Regions from separate parts of the Ovis aries genome. Here region 1 is linked to region 2. Evidence: chromatin contacts called from public Hi-C data. All regions are on one chromosome and are shown on one strand. The core of a region is the stretch at or near the end of the contact, and the rest is flanking DNA. Distances in the headings are between cores, read along the strand shown.

The links. A called contact is a pair of places that touch in the nucleus more often than the background predicts.
Region 1: a Hi-C map of mixed tissues shows a contact between it and region 2, with 3 times the contacts expected there. The contact joins two enhancer-like sites. A contact is called at or near these places in 5 of 16 Hi-C or Micro-C datasets (hypothalamus, liver, mixed tissues and 2 more).

What each region holds. Positions count from the first base shown.
Region 1 is chr4:52,445,432-52,451,990 of ARS-UI_Ramb_v3.0, reverse strand. No RefSeq gene overlaps it. Among named protein-coding and RNA genes, the nearest start is that of CFTR, 11 kb to the right of the region's middle. Within about 2 kb of position 4,675, at least 12 of the 54 cell types and tissues checked have an H3K27ac peak or open chromatin away from gene starts, as enhancers often do.
Region 2 is chr4:52,155,769-52,162,569 of ARS-UI_Ramb_v3.0, reverse strand. It overlaps CTTNBP2 (cortactin binding protein 2), which reads right to left. Exons shown (of 23, transcript NM_001195311.1): 21 at 6,545-6,677; 22 at 5,134-5,235; 23 at 1,325-2,379. The coding sequence ends at 2,164. LOC121819401 (a long non-coding RNA gene) reads left to right here. Exons shown (of 8, transcript XR_009600407.1): 4 at 2,578-2,703; 5 at 4,376-4,492. Among named protein-coding and RNA genes, the nearest start is that of CTTNBP2, 170 kb to the right of the region's middle. Within about 2 kb of position 3,814, at least 8 of the 54 cell types and tissues checked have an H3K27ac peak or open chromatin away from gene starts, as enhancers often do.

The DNA of each region.
Region 1 (6,559 bases), core at 3,426-5,925, 290 kb before region 2:
GTCAGCAATGTTAACTATAGAAGAATGAGAGAATAGTGCATGTGAAGAGGTGGAATCACACAGATGGGATATAATTATTTTAGTAGTGTGTTTTCTTAGAGAAAATAAACAATAGTACCTTAAAGTTGAATCCAGTATTTTTCTAGAATCCAAATGTTTTTTACACAATTCAATGGGAGTAGAAATTTATCACCACTCTGTGGCCAAATCACTTTTATTTTCAAGTCACACAAACTTCATAGTTAGTAGTTAATACGACCTTGAAACTTTGGCATGAATGATGACTTCCATTCTCTTAATAATTTATTAATAATAGCAACAGATCACTGAATAGTTGCAGGCCAGTTTGATGGCTCTGAGTTGACAAAAGGACATGAAGACTATTTTTCTTGTGAGTTTTTTGGAATCAAGAAATTTATCAGTATTTTTGAAATTAGTTTTTAAGACATATTCATTGACTATTATTTTTTACATGATTTATTTCCTGCTGGGAGTAGAAAGTTTTTTTAGGTCATTGAGTAACCCAATTTCAAGCCAATTTTCCAGACTTGTGTAGCTCATACTCTAAGTCCTAGATCCTATGCTCACCCTTGCAAGAGAAATAATTAATAAAAAATTTGGGGTTGCATGGAAAATGTGCCAAAAATCAATCATTTTTTCATTATTTTTAAAATAAAATTTTATTTTAAAGGAGTTTTAGGTTTATAGAAATGTTGTGAAGATACTACGGAGAGGTTCCATACATTACACACTCAGTTTTCCCTACTATTAACATTGTATATTCATAGGGTACATTTGTCATAGTTAATGAATCAATATTGATACATTATTAAGTGAAGTCCCTACCTTAGTCAGAATTCTCCAGTTTTGACTGAATGATCTTTTTCACTTTTAAGATCTCATCCAGGTTAACACACTGTATTTAGTCCTGGTGCTTTATTAGGCTTCTCTTGACTGTAACAACTCAGATTTTCCTTATTTTTGGTGACGTTGACAGGCTGGGATTTGTCTGATTTTTTTTTTTTTTTCACAGTAAGGCTAGGGTTATGAGTTTTAGGGAGAAGTCCACAGAGGTAAAGTGCCATCTTCATCATATTATATCAAGTGAAGTGAAATCGCTCAGTCGTGTCTGACTCTTTGCGACCCCATGGACTGTAGCCTATCAGGCTCCTCTGTCCATGGGATTTTCCTATCATCATGACCTGTCATTGTTGATGCTGGCCTTGATCACCTGGCTGAAATAGTAGTTCTCAGGTTCTTTTTCTACGAAGTTACTCTTTTCTGCCCTCAATACTGTACCTTTGGGAAGGAAGTCATCATGCACAGCCCACACTTGAGTGGGGAGTTGAGCTCTGCTTCCTTAAAAGTGAAATATCTGCATAAACTATGTGAAATTTTTCTGTGCCGGAAATTGTCTATTCTCTACCATTAATTTATTCAATCATTTATTTCTACTGCTATGGACTTGTGGATTTTTGTTTTATACTTGGGTTATGATTCAACTAGGTTATAATTATTTTATTGCTCAAATTTTTCCAGCTTTGACCATTAGTGTGCTCTTTTACCTGACTCTTAGATATTCTTTGAAATACCCCCAATTTTATTTTTGTTTTGTTTTAGCACTTTACTTTCTGGCCCTACAAGATTTTCCAGGCTCATTTTAATGCTTTCTGCCCCAGTCCTAAAAGGAATCCTGGTTCCTTTTATTGAGGAATAGCATTTAATACCAAGATCTGGATGTTAGGGTATAAGACTACTATTAAGGTATCATAGTTCTAGGCTATCTCATTTGACAAAGCAAGAAAATATGTGTATGCTAACTAGTATATGCAGACGTCTATGTTGTTGTTGTTCAGTCGCCAAGTTGTGTCTGACTCTTTGCAACCCCATGAACTGCAGCACACCGGGCTTCCCTATCCTTCACCGTCTCCTGGAGCTGGTTCAAACTCATATCCATTGAGTCAGTGATGTTATCCAATCATCTCATCCTCTGTCGCCCCCTTCTCCTCCTGCCCTCAGTCTTTCCCAGCATCAGGGTCTTTTCCAATAAGTTGGCTCTTTGCATGAGGTGCCCAAAGTATTGGAGCTTCAGCTTCAGCCTCGGTCCTTCCAGTGAATATTCAGGGTTGATTTCCTTTAGGATTGACTGGTTTGATCTCCTTGCTGTCCAAGGGACTCTCAAGAGTCTTTTTCAGTGCCACAGTTTGAAAGCCTCAGTTCTTCAGTGCTCTGCTTTCTTTTTGGTCTAACTCTTACATCCATATATAACTATTGGAAAAACCATAGCTTTGACTATACAGACTTTATCAGCAAAGTGATGTCTCTCCTTTTTAATATGCTGTCTAGGTTTGTCATGGCTTTTCTTCCAAGCAGCAAGTGTCTTTTAATTTTGTGGCTGTAGTCACCATTCGCAATGATTTTGGAGCCCAAGAAAATAAAATCTGTCACTGTTCCATTTTTTCCCTATCTATTTGCCATGGACTAAATGCTGTGATCTTAGTTTTAAGTCAGCTTTTTCACTCTCCTCTTTCACCTTCATCAAGAGTCTGTTTAGTTCCTCTTTGCTTTTTGCCTGACATGTCTATAAATAATTCTAAATATAACCATCTATATCTTTATTAAACTAATAATGAGTTAATATTGGTGTCTCTCTTTCTAATCAATTACCACATGGATCACTCTAATCTCTTCCCCTTGCTTATCTGTAGCTTCCCACTCTAACAGTGAGAAACCTGACTTCCACTATCCACTATCTATTTACTTGATTGTTCATTTCCAGTATACACGTATAGTTGTTTAAGAATTATTCATCCCTGTGGGATAAACTTTATCAACTAGAGGAGGGCTTATATAGACTCTTTTACCTTCAGTTTTAGACTCCACTACTTCCAAGTTACTTAGACACCCCACACCTCTCCTCCCCCCATTCCCTTCAGTGAGGTTGTTTCATATATCTGTAACACAGTTAGATTCTTTTGTCATATTCTATGTTCCATCCTAGAAATCTGCTCATTCTGATCACCTAAATGATTCTTTTAATCACTGCAGTATTATAATGAATCGTTTCACTACCTTAAAAATTATTTCTTGTGCCTCAGTAATTTAACATTCTTCTCCTCCAAACTCCTGGCAACAAGTGATCTGCATAATATCTCTATATAGTTGTACCTTTTCCAGAATGCATATAATTGAAATAAAACAGTGTGACTTTCCACACTGGCTTCTTTCACTAGCACTGAAGTTAGGATTCATCCATGCCTTGTTGTGGCTTGATAGTTCATTCTTTTTTAAATTTCTGAGTAGTATTCCATTATTTAGATGTACCACAATTTGTTTATCCACTTGCCAACTGAAATAAACCTTGTTTACTTCAGGTTTTGGCTATTATGAATAAAATGACTACACATATTGCATGCAGATTCTGTGTGAATATGTCTTTAAATCAGTTGGATAAATACCTAGAAATGTGATTGCTAGGTTGTCTAGTAAGAGTGTATTTAGCTTTGTAACAAACTGTCAAATTGTATTCCAAGGTGGCTGTACTCTTTTGCACTCCCACCAGCAATCCTCATCAAGATATAGTATTGTCAGGTTTTTGGATTTCAGCCACACTAGAAGGTGAGCAGCGGTATCTCCTGGTTGTTTCCATTTGCAATTCCCTAATGACAAATGATGACGAGCATCTTTTCATATGCTTATTTGCCATCTGTATATCTTTTTTGGTGCAGTATCTGTTCAGATATTTGGCTTGCTTTTTAAATTGGGTTGTTTTCTTATTGTTGTGTTTTATTTTCCCTTACTTTTGAAGGAAGTAAATAAAAACAAAACTTGGTGAGAAGATGTACATTAAAAGAACTATCCCATGCCCATTACATTCTTTCATGTAAAAAAAAAAAAGGAAAAAAAAAACGTGGAAGGACCACTTCAGCTTTCAGAGAATCACTTATGTAAGGATATAAAATTTGAAACACTCAAACACACTATTTTGAGTTTACCTTATGTCAGGCAATGTTTTACATTTTTCGCTTGTATCGATTCATTTAATTCTTACTACAACCCTGTATAATAAAAGCTCTTGTTTCCCCCATTTTACAAATGAGGAAATCTCAGCTCCCAGTGGAAAAGCTCTGAACCCCTACGCCATGGTCTCTGATAGACAGCAATCTTTAAAGTGAGATGATCTAAAGTTTATTACACAGGAAAATGCAAATATATTTTAAATTTAATTATCAGTGAACATAGAAAGAGATTCCAGAAAAATATTCCATTTTTCTTGAATAATCCAGATTGTTACAAGCGTCAGGTTTGTTTGGATTTGTGTGAGAACATATTCAGATGATTAAATCGCTATTCAGTTCACATTTTTTTTTCCCCAGACCTCTAAGTCTGTTTTTTATCATTCTTTTAATCTTCACTTTCTTGAAAGTGAGCAGGGTACAATGTAACCCCATTTTGGAACAGACAAATAATTTCCAAGAGTCATTTGCTTTGTTATTCGATAGGTGTTAAGGAAAAGAATTCCTAAAGACAATTAGAATCATGACCAAATTGGGCCTTGAAAAACATAGCAGTGCAATCGCAGCTGGCGGCGGGCTCTGAGCTGGCCAGCAGCCTGCAGCGTGGGACTGGGTGTTCCACTAGGCTTGGCTCCCCTCCAGGGAGCTGTCAGTTGCTGGGTTCCCACAGTGCCAAGCACTAGGCAGGTGCAGAAAGGTTCAAGGTTTCTGTTCCTCAGTAGTGCTGAGGGCATGCAGGTCATCTGACAGGAAACAGGAGGAGTACCCCTCAGCCCAGGCGCAAGGGGAGTGGAGCTCCTGCTCTGGTTTGGGGAGAGCACTGTGTTGACAGGGCTGTGAGAACTGCTGCTCCTCCAGGGTCTTCCTTTGCCTGGCCTCTGTGAGCAGTGGAGAGTTTGCAGGGTCCTCTGGAGAAATAGGACTGAGACACTTCCATTTTGGAGGCTTCTAGTGTTGGAGTTTTTTGTTTTGGTTCTTTTAAAGAAAAAAAAAAGTCAAATTAGAGTTTTAGAAATTATATTTTATCTTTCATTTCTACATTTAAAAAATATTGCTTTTAATCTGCAAAAAATTAAATGCTGTATAACTGTGGCACTTGCATAAGGTACGTAACATTTACAGGATTTATTTAAGAATATTAAATTCTAATGAACTAACTAGTGGCAGAGGAAGCTGATTATGGATGAAATGTTTAAAATTACCTGATGGAAATTATTTTTTGGCTGCTCCTGACAGGGCATCTTTGTAACTATATCCTAAAACTGGGAATGAGGGAACAACACAGGCCTGGGGTAGGGGCAAAACAGATTGCTGAAGAAGATTTACGGAATTGCTGTGATTTTGCAGAATCCAGAATAAATGAAAGAGAGACATGGACACTGGTCATTTACTCTTGGCCCAGGCAACTAATGCTTTGTTTTGTCAGTTTAAGTAACAACCCATTGAAACCCTTTGAAAGTTGCAGGAGAATTCTACAACTTTTTCCCCTTCCTGGCATAGAGCTGAAATGCTATAGGCTTTCCAAAATCATTTGTGCAATGGAGTCAGAAAGTCACTCTAGTTTACGGTACGTGTCTCTTCCTTCACCGCCAACTGTCCAAGAAGCCCAGGGTTTATGTCATCCAAAGGGGTCATTTCTGTTTCCAAAGACAGAAAGATGGAGAATATGGAGGACGTGACCAGTAAACTGTCACATGCCTTACTTATTTTCTGCTGCAGCAGCCTCAGTCACCACAACATTGTGTTACTAGAGCAAAAGGTCCTCCCACAGGGTCTGATGCATCCTGGTGCACTGCTGCAATCATCACCCTGTCGGAATAGGTCTCTGCTCAGGTCATGGCAAGTCCCAGAAGAAGATGAAGCTCACTCCTTGGTCTTGGCGGATAGGGCATTACAGTTGGATTTCCAACATTTCTCCAGTAGTTGCCAAGACCTGCCCAGCATCCTATGATGAGCAGGAAAAGACTACCTTCCAGTTTCAGCTGCAAAGTGGCCTGTCTCCCACCCAGAAGAAGATATTGACATTGGACTTTTCCTCTCATAGTGTGTCTGGTTCTCCATTGGGACCATTTGTGCCATATTTGAGCATTTCAACTGGGGTCATCTTGAGTCATCAAATAGATTCTAACTATGCTGAATCTCAAATGAAAAAGGAAAAGATCTTGTTCTCTCCTTTCTCTCCATGGATACCGACTTAGTTTATAATCCTACAATGAAGAGACCACTCAACAGATTCTGAAGAAATGAAGATAAAGAAGAAACAGGTTCTTTGTAACAAGCCCCAGTTTTCACCTAAACAGAGAAGCAACTGGATAAATTATAAAAAATAACTCCCATTAAACAAACAAAATTGTTCTGTATGATCCAGGTACACACAGAGCACCACGATTAAAAGCTCTGGAACCAAATCACTAGGTTTGTTCAAATTCTAGCTCTATTTCTTGAATTTGGGCATGGCCTTTAACCTTCTGTACCTCAATTTCTTCATATGGGGAATGGAACAACAGTGAAAATAAAATATACCATTTTATAGGATTTTTCTG
Region 2 (6,801 bases), core at 2,565-5,064:
GAGATTAAGTGACTTGTCTTAGGTCACACAGCTAATAAATGTTAGTGCTTAATTCAGTCGCAAGGCTGTATAACACCAGAGACCTTTTTACTCCTGAAGCACCCTGACCCTCACCACTAATGGTATTGAGCTTCAAAGACTTGTGCCCATGACCCGTAGGAAGTTATATTTGCCATCACAGTCCAGTGCTTACATCCATGTATCCACATAATTAAACAAAAGCTTCACACAAAATTCTTTTATTGACTTTGATACCATGATGTGCTCTGATATTTTCTATTCTATCCTATTTTCAAAAAATTGTAGTTGTGATTCCCTAAATTGATAAAATGACCCATTACTAGGTTTTCATATGTATTTTGGAAACTCCTAGTCTAAATGCCCTCTTTAGACATCTTGCAGTCTACTATCCAATTATGTAAGTATACGTGTTGAATCACTAAGCAATCAAAACTATATGGATAGGCTACTAGATGTCATCTTAATAATGTATTCCAAATTTATTTTTTTCTCTTTTCTGGTCCTTGACTATAATAATGAGATCTATATCTTCAGCAAAATTGCTCATATAAAACAATGCCTTATCACTAAAAAATAAAATTCAATATGAAGGGTATATTAGCAGGACAGCATGCAGCAGAGCCACCTCAACCTGGGTATGCTGGTCTAGGATATGGAGAGCATTGAGTTTTGTCCCCAAGATTAATGTCTTTCTGTGAAACACTTGAGAGTATCAAATACCCCCAGGGCACCAAGAATTTAAGTCCAGCTCAAAGGCGTTATTGTGTTCAAGCCTATTTCTTCCAGCCTTTCTCCTACTTACCCTCAGTCCCTTGCTCTAGTTCTGCTTCCTGTTACAAGGTCCATGCTGTACACCCAAGGATGGCAGAGATGAAGCCTGGGCTGACAGGTCCTGGAATGGATCTCTTCCTTGATTCTTCCTCCACTTCACTATATATTTTTTTAAAGATACTTGCAAAATGTAATATAGTTTTCATGCACATGTGTATATTTTAAATAACCATTCTGGCCAAGAAAGGACTTTAAAGACTCTAAGATAAGCAAATGATTGTTGGTATATAATTATACTTTTTTTTGGTAAATATGAAAAATTTGTTTTCAATGAGCACCTCATTCCAAGAGCTCCACTGAAATGTTTATTTTAGTTTAAACCAACTGATACTATGTAACAAAATCTTTCTCTGAATAGCTACTGAAATGCAAACATGGAGGACCAGTTGAAATGGCTCTAAATTGAACACAAGTATCTTTTGCATGGATTAACTACTAACAGCAATAGATAAAAACTACAGCAAAGTTATTTCACTAATTCAATATTTTATTTGGTGTCAAGGCATATAACTTTTAGTTATTTAATTAGTAATTTGAGAAGAAAGTCTAGAAAATATCAATTGTGCCACTAGAAGAGGGAGTTAACTTATTTATTGAAGCATTTACAGTTATTCTTTTTTATATCTACGTAGGTACAAAACTTTTGTAAGAAAGATAACACTTTTATTGCATTATATAAGTTCATATTTACAGGAGTCATAATGCAAACTCATAAGCATAAATATACATGATGCAACCATTAAAAGTTTTGAAACTGAAAACTATAGTTTAACAGGCAAAATACTTAATATGGCTTTTAAGAAAAGTAACTGTTTAGAAATGATATGTTATTGCCCCATTCTAGTCATTTGTCATCAAGTGAACATAAAATTATGATCTCTTTAAAATGATACATGTTATCTAAGCCAATGCTGTACACATTTTTAATGTAGTATGCAATGATGCATAGCTTTCTTAAATGTACATATGTACATATGTATAGATATACAGTACACAGACGGTTGTTTTAATACCCCTGAACATCTTGAGTAAAACTCTTATGACTTCTCTATTATAAAACTACTTGAAAAGTGGGTATAACTTCTTGGTATTGCAGTTCAATTTGACAGAATTGAAAAAAAAAAAGGTTGGTTATAAATACATTCTTTACAAAAAATTGAATAGTGGTCCCGCACTCATCCTTTATATTGCAGTGAAAACATTTGATTCATTTAAAGGTATTTACATCTTGTTGTCCTTGGTTTCTGTGTGAAATATACAGAAGAATGAGAATACTGTAGGCAGGCCTATTTGTTAGATTTTTCTACTTGTTCATTTTTGCGTAGGTTCCAAATCTCTTGAGTTGTTGTTTATTTCTATTTGCCTTGTATTACTGCTGCTGCTGCTTCTTTTGGTGTTCTGGGAACACTGGGTGACTTTACTTCTAGGAACAGGAAGAAAAGATTTAACTCTTGAAACACCCGACTCAGTCTTTGATTTACTGTTGCTGCGTTCGGTCATTTGATGGCTGCTGAGAGGACTGACCTCCTGTAAGAAAGGAAAACAGAACAGCTTAATTTGATATTGTTCCCAAGTTCTGTGATCAGTACTAACTTCCTCCTCTCTGTTCCTGTACAAGTATGTATGAGTTTCTCCCTTAACATAGGTTCTCATGGGGGGAAAAAAAGGGGAGGAGAGAAGTTGAATACTTAATGTCCTACAGACTCACTGTCTGATCTCCACTAGGTCCTTTGTGGTATGCCAGATACAGGAGTCAGTGACACTAGTGCCTGAGTCTGGAGTCTCCTCGTCAACAGAAGTTGTATGAAGTCTTAGGCCTGAGGAAATCAAACTGGACTGTTCCAACCATTTGTAAGCAGTTCTACAGTGCAACACCTTTACCTTGAATGTGTCACTGAGTTTTTCTGCCTTTAGATCTAACGGGACTATTACTCACATATTCTGAATGTTTATCAGACAAGCACTGTTCTTGGTGCTTGGGTGACAGCAGAGAATGTAAAAGGGCACCATCCTTGTGCTAAGGGAGCTTCTGCCGTAGTGAATTGTCTCCTGGTGATGAGTCTGCAATTAGGGAGCTCAAGATCTTTAATTCTTGGAAACTGCATGCTAGCATTCTTCTAGTACTTCTGAACCCTTCTGATCACCTGGTCCAGGCCTCTTTCTGCCCATCAGGAAACAGAGGTGGATAGGTAAGTGCGGCTCATGACGCTGCAGTAAGACCTTTTACTCACGTTTCCCTGATCATGAGCTCACCTGGGGAGGTCCCCCTTCGTGCTCACCAATCAGCAGAACTCAAGTGAGTGGTGAAGTGGGAAAGGAGGAAGGGTGAACATGGGGAGGTGTAGTGGATGGTCTGAAATAGTAAATTATATGTAAACATAAGTTACGTGAAGTTCAAGGACATAATTTGGAAAGAAACCGGGTAGAAAATATGAATGATGGATCAAAGGTATGTGCTACAGAACAGGTCCAAGCCCTGATTGCACATGAAAGTCACCAAGCTTTTAAAAACTCCAACGTCCAGGTTGTACCTTAGACCAGTTACATCAGAACCTCTAGGGCATGTGGTCCAGGTACAAGGGATTAAAAAACAAATCCTCAGATAGTTTTCATGATGCAACCAAAAAGGGAATTTATGCTTTAGGGGACTGAATTTTCATCTCCATAAGAAGAAAACATTTATTATTTTATATTCTATGGATGATTTAAATATGTATTTATGTAAACATGGGCTTTTCTGTTTAAGAAGGCTGGCTGACATGCTGCTTAACAGGCCCCTCTCTGACCACATAGGAGAAAGTGATTTCAGCTAACACAGACAGCTTTTCCTCCTAAAGTGAATTACTTCCTGATAACAGAAGAAACTGGGCATCTAACCAAGAAATGCTCACTGTCTTTATCAGGATAGAAAAGGCCTGAGCCTATGAAGGGTTCAGGAATCTGGCAAATGCCAAATGAGTACTACTTCGCCCTCTGGTGGCAGGTTCGAAGAAAACAATCATCAGGGAATAGTCCTTAGAATGCTCAGTGGGCAAAGAAATAGAAGGCAGGCCCAAGGAATGTGTTCTGAACCATAGCTCAGGGACAGCCCCTGAACAAAAATGTATTCCATCCAGAACCAGAATTATCAGCAGGGACCCCAGGTGTCACCTCCTCAGTCATTCTTATCTGCTCCCAACTATTTTGCTGTGCTTCTAAGCCATTCCTAATTGGGGGTGGCGGGGGAGGGGGAGGGGGAATCGCGGAGCGGAACAAATACTATACAGAGTAAGCCAGACAGGTCATGCTCTTCTTTGTAGACTGTCATGTTGTATATTTTTATATAAGACCCCAGCCTTGTTAATATTTCCCCCAATATACACAGCTCACACAGCTTCACAGGAAACTAGTCAGGACTGAAAGCTACTGAAGCTGTGAGAAAGCAGGGGACGGGAGCCCAGGGCTGGCAGAGGGGGATTAATAATGGGATAGTCTCACCATGCTCACTGTTTAATCCTGCTCTTTGCACTCCCTCTCCCCACAGGTCTGTGTCAGCTGCCATGTGAGGGGACGTGAACCACAATGGACATAGCTTGGTGAGCAAACCGCACATTATTAAACACGTCTTACAAAATGGACCGCCTCACGAAAGCACTACTGGGTAAGAAGTATTTTTATTGTTTCCATTCACTCAGTAGTACCATACTGGGCCACCTCATCTTTTGGCATTTATTAACCAATCATAAAAGTTATTTCAAGAGGGTAAGGAACTCTATGGGCATCTTGGCTCTTCTATTGGACATTCTGATTTGCTTGCAAAGGACATTCTGTCTCTGAAACATGCATGGTATGGGAAGTTCAAGTAAATCAGAGGAAATTTTTATGTATGTGTAGGTTTTTCTGTTATCACTTAGCATTAACTCGTTTTTGAAAATGGTGCTCAAAAGAAATTCAGTGTTCCATTTTAAAATACAGCAGAGAAGAGAGGCGTTACATTAATTCTAGGTTTGGCATAAACTAGTGAAAACAAATAGAAGAGAGAGTAAAAATTTTGGAATCCAATTTTTTGGCATCAAATAGAAAGGGGGGAAAAGTAATGCTTTTCTATGTGATTCCTTCAAGCTGTTAGCCGAACAATACTTTTTTCTAACATTGATTACCTAGTGAACACTTACACCTTTATCCTGATTATATCCCTGCTATAGTGTAAAAGTAACTTTGTAATGCACATTGAAAGATTTGTAAAGTCAATTTCACAACAATCCTTCTTTGTCCCATTTTGGAGGGAAAAGGGACACTTACCTTTTGTGACACTGGCATTCTTGGATTATTAACAGTTGCTGAAAACACAGGGTTGTTTCCTGAACTATCAAACCTCCTTAAGTCATCCCTGGAATCAGCAATCTGGAAAATACACAGTTTATCAAGTCATGTTTTCACAGGTAAACTGTGACATACTCAAGGTAAGATGTAAAGTCACTGCAGAAAACCCACAGTGAGACGTGTGGTCCTTGTCTTACTGTCAGAAGCTTAGGTCCTGAAATGCTCACATAAGGACTTTAAGCTTACCTGTGAAACTAACAGCAAATGCATGAGACATAGTTTCTAAGGAAAAAAAAAAAGGTCTTTTAAAGTCAAAAGACAACCAGATAAGCCCTATTTAAAAAAAAAAAATACTTGGCACAAAATGAAAGGATTTAACATTTGCAAGATTTTTCATTGTAACCTTATTTTTCCAGTGTTAACTATTTCAACTCACTTCCAGTAAGATTAAATAAGCTAGTGAGTTCTTTATCCCTAGTAGACTGTCCTGGAGAAGGCAATGGCACCCCACTCCAGTACTCTTGCCTGGAAAATCCCATGGATGAAGGAGCCTGGTTGGTAGGCTGCAGTCCATGGAGTCACTAAGAGTCAGGCACGACTGAGCGACTTCACTTTCACTTTAATGCACTGGAGAAGGAAATGGCAACCCACTCCAGTGTTCTTGCCTGGAGAATCCCAGGGACGGTAGAGCCTGGTGGGCTGCCGTCTATGGGGTCGCACAGAGTCGGACACGACTGAAGCGACTTAGCAGCAGCAGTAGACTGTCCAAATACAACAGGTGAGTTTTGCGGTAGAACCTGCACAAGTTATAACTACCCTCTTTTGCTCCCTTTCAAGCAAAAGGCACTTATCAAGGAAGCCTGGTAAAAAACCGCTGCAGATATCAGAGTGCAAAAACAGGTTGAACTTGATGCTGTTAATGCTTCAAGATTTTGGGTCACTGATTTCCATCTTTGGATCTCAAATTTCACAGTTTAAACAAATTACACAGGCCACTTATTTTTCGTATTTTATAAGTAAAGTTGTTCCCCTCTGCAGAATGCAAGTCTGCTGTCCTGCTCTTACTGTTGGTGACAGCCAAAGGTAGGACTATGGAAAGGAAAAGGTGGTATTGGTTTAATTTGTGGTAACACAACACATGCAACTTTCACTTTGGGTTTTTCAGAGAAGCTGTGCTAAATAGAGCTCCCTTGTGTAAGTGGGTTTTTTTTTTTTTTTTTTGGAAGGAAGGACTTTTCTAAGCAAGGTAATGGAAGTTTTGATTTGGAGCATTAGTCATGCTATTTGATAAGGGATTTCTCTCAGGGAAAGAGCTATGATGTGGCTCCAAAAGAAGTCTGTCTGCTGCTGGGGGAGCCACTCAATGCCCTCCCCGCTGTGTCCTGCTTACCTTGCTTATATCAGATTCAGATTTGCTAGAGCACATGCTCTGAAGTTCCTTGACAAGATCTGCTTCATCATCCGAACCCAGAGACAGTCTTTGATCCAGATTCAATGTCAATGACAGATCATTCTCTAAAGACCTACCACAGAGTTCAGAAAAGAGTTTTTCAAACCCAGAGTAACCATCTAACTTCCAATATGGAAACCTAGACCCCACACCTTTCTGGGGGATTTGTGGAGCAAAAAAGTTTCTAACATCCTTTA